2 separate regions of the Mus musculus genome follow, and region 1 is linked to region 2. The links are chromatin contacts, called in public promoter capture Hi-C maps. All regions are on one chromosome and are shown on one strand. Each heading gives the region's core, a stretch centred on a gene start, on an enhancer-like site or on the middle of the called end of the contact. The rest is flanking DNA. Distances are from core to core; before and after follow the strand shown.

What was found. Promoter capture Hi-C pulls out the DNA fragments that hold promoters and counts their contacts.
Region 1: a contact with region 2 is called in a promoter capture Hi-C map of hippocampal neurons, with 4 times the contacts expected there. The contact joins the promoter of Bco2 here to the promoter of Htr3b in region 2. A contact is called at or near these places in 5 of 39 promoter capture datasets (the 3T3-L1 cell line, cranial neural crest, embryonic stem cells and 2 more).

What each region holds. Positions count from the first base shown.
Region 1 is chr9:50,553,158-50,556,606 of GRCm38.p6, forward strand. Bco2 (beta-carotene oxygenase 2) reads right to left here and starts at 1,981. Exons shown (of 12, transcript NM_133217.3): 1 at 1,864-1,981. It overlaps Il18 (interleukin 18), which reads left to right and starts at 1,543. Exons shown (of 7, transcript NM_001357221.1): 1 at 1,543-1,820.
Region 2 is chr9:48,963,520-48,966,868 of GRCm38.p6, forward strand. It overlaps Htr3b (5-hydroxytryptamine (serotonin) receptor 3B), which reads right to left and starts at 1,471. Exons shown (of 9, transcript NM_020274.4): 1 at 1,227-1,471. The coding sequence starts at 1,266.

The DNA.
Region 1 (3,449 bases), core at 731-3,230, 1.6 Mb after region 2:
TCTTTTAACTTTGCTGCTGTTTAACTATTCTGCTTCCCGTCAGCTTCCTTCTTCATTAGCTGGTAACTTTAGGCAAACATCTTAACCCTGCCAAACCTCAAGTTTTATCGAAAATAAAATAAGGGTTAAGAGAGGTTAATGACTCCTACTCAGACCTCCCATCATAATGAAATGCAATGATACTTAGCAAATGTTAATCTCCTCTACTGACCTCTTATCACCAAGGAAATGTCAAAGTATAACCTTGGACCTTTACCCTTTAATTTCAACGTTGGCCCTTAGTAATCTCATCTTGATTCGTAAGTTCTCCAGTTATGTCTTCGACCCGACTCTCAACTCTTTATCTCCTCTTCTGAATCAGCTCTTCCACCAGCAAACATCTCGCTTCAGTCTCTCTGTGGGCACTGAATTCATTTTGCTCACTCTCCTTACAGCACAGTTCTTCTGACCCCAGTGGCACAGGCCAGTAGGGGAAATTTGAAAAAAAGATGACTCTGTGGCTTACATATAAATTCCCCAGGCTCAAAATTCTGCACGGGTAACTCTGTCTTCATCAGTCTCTCTCCTGGGACTACAGATTTTTTCCTATCCGAAGCCCATCTTCCTCAGCCCTGGTACCTCAACTTCTCCTTCCTATGTGTCACTTCCTGCTGCCTAACTCAGGCCCTTGACTCTTTCTTGGCAGCCTCTCAGTTGAAGTCTGGAAAGAGAAACTTAGTGAGATGAGTTCCTGGAGCCACTGGACCATCTTAAGGGTTAGAGACCTCAGACAATTGCCTCCAGCTCTCATCAGGTCTAGAGATTCTAATTTATCTGGATGAGCGGGGAAGATGCTTTTCCACCAGTGCAATAATGTGAATATTAAATCTCCTACATGTAAATCTGGCTGCATCATTCATTCCTCCATGTGAATTCCATCCATTCAATCACAAATCACTTGTAATTGTTGAAACTACCTGAGCAGGCGAGGCACTTAAAGACCTCGTATGGCCCTCAGCCCACCCTAGCTGTTCACTCCAGCCTAGCTGGATTGCTCCCTAGTCTCATGACCATTCTATTCTCTTCACTTAGGATATTTCTCATCTCCTTCAGATGAAACTTGCATATGCAACTCAACCTTCAAGTTCCAATTTCTGGGTCACCTGCTTCTTAAGCACCGAATTCCCATTTCCTCGCTACAACTTCGGAGAGCTTTCTGGTGGCCCTTATCTTGCTGTCCTGTGTGATAAAAGGCCAGTGCACTTTACAACCTCTCCTGGCAGTATTCTTTGAATACAAAGTCTAGCTATACCTCCCCACTCCTAGCACCTAGCATGCTGCCTTACATACAATACAGCATACTATATAAGTTACTATGGTTAAATAACTTTATAATTAACTGTGCATATTGTTGCCATTTCTGGCAGTTCTATAATTAACCAATCACTGAAAATAAATCCTTGAAGTAGTAACTATAATAGAAAGCTACAGAACAAAAACCACAGGGTTTGAGACAGTTCCCCAGAATGCAAATAGGAGAACCAAACATTTGCATCCGAATACAAAGCAGTGGTTTTCAGCTGGGAAAACTCAGGATAGAGAAAAACCCTTTGAGGCATCCAGGACAAATCAGATCTCTGGGCTGAATCCTGCCCCAGTGCGTCACATTAGCTGACTGAACACTGGCTGTTCCCACAACGATGAGTACACCAATCCTGTGGTTGGTAAAACAAGCTTGCTTTCACTTCTCCCCTGTGGTGTGCTGCCTGCATCACACAAAGAGGCTTTGGAAGCCTGCTATAATCCTCAGGCCCCGGGCGCAGCAGTCCAACTGCAGACTGGTAAGTGGCCCAGGAAAGGAACGGGTAGAGGGGAGTCCCCTACCTGGGCGATGGTACACTGCCACAGGAAGAACCCTGCGGTGTCAAGAAGGCTGCTGAGGAAACGCAGAAACAGTTGAGAAATAGTATTTAACTCAGTTCTTAACTCAGGTCTTGAGATTTCTGAATCTGCAGCCACTGGCCTGATTAAGTAAATAATGAGCCTGGGTTGTCCCTGGCTCTGAGATCAAATGGGACTGGAGGGGAGGGAAAAGGAGAGGCGGGGCTCAAAACACTAACTTAGTCTCAGTTCTATGGCAAGTGTCCTAACCAACTCTAACCTTTGACATTAAAATTGGACCAATAATAGCCTCCCTCCTTAACCATTCCTTATTGGAATTTGCCCCCACCTGCCGCTAAGTCCATGGAACCAGATTCAGGGGTTCATTGTACAACTTCTCTCCTCTGAAATGATTCAGACAGAATGAAGTTTCAATTTAGACTGGCAGGCAATAGCTCACCCTTTTCCCTTTCCTCTCATCCCTTTTCTTTTACATTCATTAGGTGTTTGGGGTGGGAGGGGCGTTGTTTTTGGTTTAGTTTGCGTTGAGCTGGGTTTTCAAGACAGGGTCTTTCTGTATAGTCCTGGCTGTCTAGGAGCTCACTCTGTAGACCAGGCTGATCTCGAACTCACAGAGATCCACATGCCTCTGCCTCCTGAGTGCTGAAATTAAAGGTGATATTCATTAGTTTTATGAAAAGCATTCTCTCACAATAAAGCACAGACAGGAGACCATAAATACATATCACAGTACATAATTTTATTATTTTAACAAGTATCTTTGAGAACCTAAATAACAAACACTGCTTGGAAGCAAAAATAACAAAAAATGAGATTCAGCACCCCATTATTTTGTTATTGTTTTTTCTTTTCTTTTAATTCTAGCAATCTATGCAGAGCAGCTGGAATTCTCTGAGAGCTTAAGGACAGCCTGGCCTACAGAGTGAGTTCTAGGCCATCCAGGGTTTCATAGGTCCTGCCTCAAACAAACATGTAACTTGATGGAATGAAAATTTACAAGTTTACAAGCATCCAGGTAAAAAGATACTGCCTAATTTAAAAATACAAATTCCTTGTGGTGCCCTATTCTTATATTAGAAAATATACACAGAAAAGACCAATTGTCTATATGATAAAAAGTGGAGATAGATTTTTTTGGAGCCAACTAATGTTATATATTTCATAGACCATTTTTAATAAAATCATAAATGTGCTTTATTTGAATAGAGGAGGAATTTTTCATCTAAGAGATCCTCTGGACCAGCATTTCTCAAACCTGTGGGTCATGACCCGTTTGGGGTCAGACAACCCTTTCACAGGAGTCTCCTAAGACCATCAGAAAACACCGATATTTACATCCTGATTCATAACAGTAGCAAAATTACAGTTATGAATCAGAAATAAAAATAATTTTATGTTGAGAGTCACAACAACATGAGGAACTGTAATGGAGAGTTGCAGCATTTGGAAGGTTGAAAACCACTTCTCTAGACCAAATTCCACTTCATATTATCATAAGATAGGAGTGGCCTGCTGAAGCCATGTTTAAGCCATGATCTCCTGAGTCCCACATTACTAATTTCCTTTCC
Region 2 (3,349 bases), core at 221-2,720:
TTAAAACATTGTTCTTGCCCCAGTGAGAACCAAAATCCAACCAGAGTACAAAACATCAGAGGGAAAAGCTGGTAAGAAGAATTTCCCCGGTCTTCTTGACTTCATTTTTCTATTTTATCTTAGCTTCATGTTGATGGTTATTTTCTGCAAAGGAATCCATTTGGCATTAATGAAACTTCCTCTCTTTTACTCTTATAATTAAGACAAGCTTTTATCCTTGAAGTTAAATGTCCAGGAATTTTGTGGCTATTTTTCTTCTCTACCAAATGGGGGTGGGGGGAGGGATCATCTCCAGTGTTTTCTTTCTTTGTTTGTAAATGTCCAGCTTTCTAGCTAACAAATTCCTTTGTCTTTTTAACTGATTCATCTTACTTTTGGGTTCATTTTAAACTTTGAGAATTCAGACCCAAGCTCTAGGAGAGCCCTCAAAGAGGTAGGGTATAAGGGTAAGATACACAAAACTAGCGTGCTAGGAACCACCAACAGAAACCGTTTTCTCTGTCTCTTTAAGTACAGTTGGGATGAATGAAAGGATACATTACCAGATTAGAGAATGGGTTTTAAGACAAAGAGTGACACATACCCAGGTGTGGGTATGGACAACCCATAGATCCTTGATTTATCCACATTTAAAAAAAAAATCAACTGCATCCTAACTAAAACAGTCCAAGTCAGTAGAGTTAATACCACCATGGATGTATCGTTCCATACATTAAAACACACATAATATCTAAAGTATTTTAATAGAAATCACGTACTTAAAACTTACAAGCTTTAGCAATATACTGGCCACTTCTGCAGTTTCTGCAAAGCTGGAGTCAAACACTGTGATATCAAAATGATACCCAGCTGAGACAAATCCATGGGACTCTTTCTCTGCTCTGCTAAAGTTTTATAAAGAAGCCAAAGCTATCTGGGATCCTAAGAACACATTATCTATACATATCTGAAAGAGATTGCCCCGAGTTTAATGTAAATCACTGGAGTGAGCTGGATTTCTTCAGAAGAGAAAAATTTCCCGTCAAAGGTAAGTTTTGGAGTGACTTTTCATCTGTGTAAACGGAGGTGGCAATGGGAGTGTCAGAGACACATCGCTGGTCTCTGCAAAGCTCCATAGGACTAGCATTTAACAGATCATGAACCCAAAGGAAGAGATCTGAGGTGTTCCCAGCACAGTGTGGACACCACACTCTGAGAGTCAAGACAGAATCAGTCACAGGACTTACCTACTACAGCCACCAGGAGGCAGGACCACAGAAGAATCATCGCACTTGCCTATTCTGGGGCAGGTACCAGAGAAGAGCGATGGCTGCCGGCTGGTGGGCAGGCAGGCTGGTGGGCAGGCAGGCTGGCGAGCCGGGGGACACTGCTTGACCTTGCACCTCTCAGCACCCCTCCACCCTCTTCTCCTGTTTGCTCATGTGTGGTAACCTTGGTGCTGCTATTTTGTAAACATCCGACTGGACAAGACACATGAACACCACATACAGGTTTGGAAATTAATGCCTTCATGAACCCCACAAGCTTCTCCACTTGGATCTGCCCTAGGATGATGGCCAAGACTCCATCTCCCTTACAGGAGCCAGCTAAGTGAATAATGCAATTTAAGAGGGGGCCCCCGAGGAGAGGAAATTCCAAGCTAATATGATTTCCTTTACAGCCTTTACCTAAGGCAATGTTCTTGCTGGCATTCAGGACCCTAATTTCATTAATAATTGAGATCCAGATAGCTGCCTTAAATCAGATGTAGGGAGGAACATCTTCAGTCTCTGGGAACAGTCACTGGGCTCTTGAGTTAATGGGAGCCTGGTATTGTCTAATGAACATCAACTACAAACAATACAGCAGAAAGAGTGCTTTTGTTTCTGCTAGGCCCCTTTAATGAAGAGAAACATTGATTTTTGATAAATAGGAATGCTTTTTAAATTTTCACTGAGCACAGTACACAAAGTAGCCCAGACAAGATGCTTTTAGGCTTCTTGAAGACAAGAACTATTAATGTTTAACATCATTCGATGAAAGATTTTTTTTAAATGTCCCCTTAAAGATATTTTTATGTCTTGACTTTGTATGTGGGGGTAGACAAATGCTGTGGGGTACATGGAGAGCTCAGAGGACAACTTTTGGGAACTGGTTCTCTCCTTCTACCATGTGGGTCCTGGGGATTCAAATGGTGTCCCAATTTGTGGGAACCAAATCAAACTTGGATTGTCAGGCTTGGTTGAAGCACCCCTTCCCAGTGAGCCATCTTGTTGGCTCCCTGACAAAGGATTCGTTGCTGTTTGATGAATTGAATAATGTTCACTTTTTGTTACGTCACCTCCTCCTCTCTGGCTGTACAGCAGGAGTCCCTCTGCTGTCTGTGTACCTGTGCAGACACCACTTCAACATGCTCAAATAAATTAATTAATTAATTAATTAATTAATTAATGTCCTTCTCAGGCCCAGCATAACTGCTCACAATTATAACCCCAGCACTTGGAAGGAGGAGACGGGACCAGGCGTTCAAGTCCAGCCTTGGTTATCTACCAAGTTCCTGGCCAGACTGAACTACAGGAGATCATGTCTCACTCAACAAAGAAGAAATGAAATAAAGCAAACTAACACCCCTACCCCATTAACAAACAGACAATAGTCTTCGATGTAGTAACTCCACACTAGCTAGTCAAGCTAATTGTCTGTGAAAGAGTTGTGTGGGTAGAGGTAGGAGAGGAGAGCTAGCCTTCTGACTTTGTTGGATTGTGCAGAAAACATTTCAGAAGAAAACGAAGTTACAATTTAATCTGCTGGAGGTCAAATCTATGGGGAGTGTTTCTGTTGGTTTTGATTTTGAGGAACGCCCATAGACAGTGGTACCCTGGGCTTCGAGAGCCTTGCTCACTGAGAATTAATCTGGCCCCTTGCTGTCTGCTCCTGACAGTTCTAAGCGTCTGTTTTGGCTCGTGGAAGAATCTGAACAAGAGGTAGCACAGCTGGGTTGGTAGGGGAGGGATTCAGAAGCCTCCGTTCTTGCAGAAGTTTGAATTGAGTTGGTGATCCACGTGGTATCTTGCCACTCATTCTAGGGCACCATGACTCTAAGGCAGACCCTTCTGGGACATCCCCTCCCTCCTTTTCCTTTGCACTTTCTCGTGTGCCCGTCTGTAACTGCAAGGCTATTGCTAATGATGTGTGGTGCCAATCCATTATGACCTTCATTGGCTGATTTAACAGCAGTCTGGTGCTGCTACCTGCTACAGCTCTTGGCTGCTGCATGCTGCCATGAGTTTGCATGAATATGGTGTCTTCGGGAGAGTTTTCAGTCATATACCGACTCAGCTCTCTTCTTGGTGTAACTCTCTCATATTTA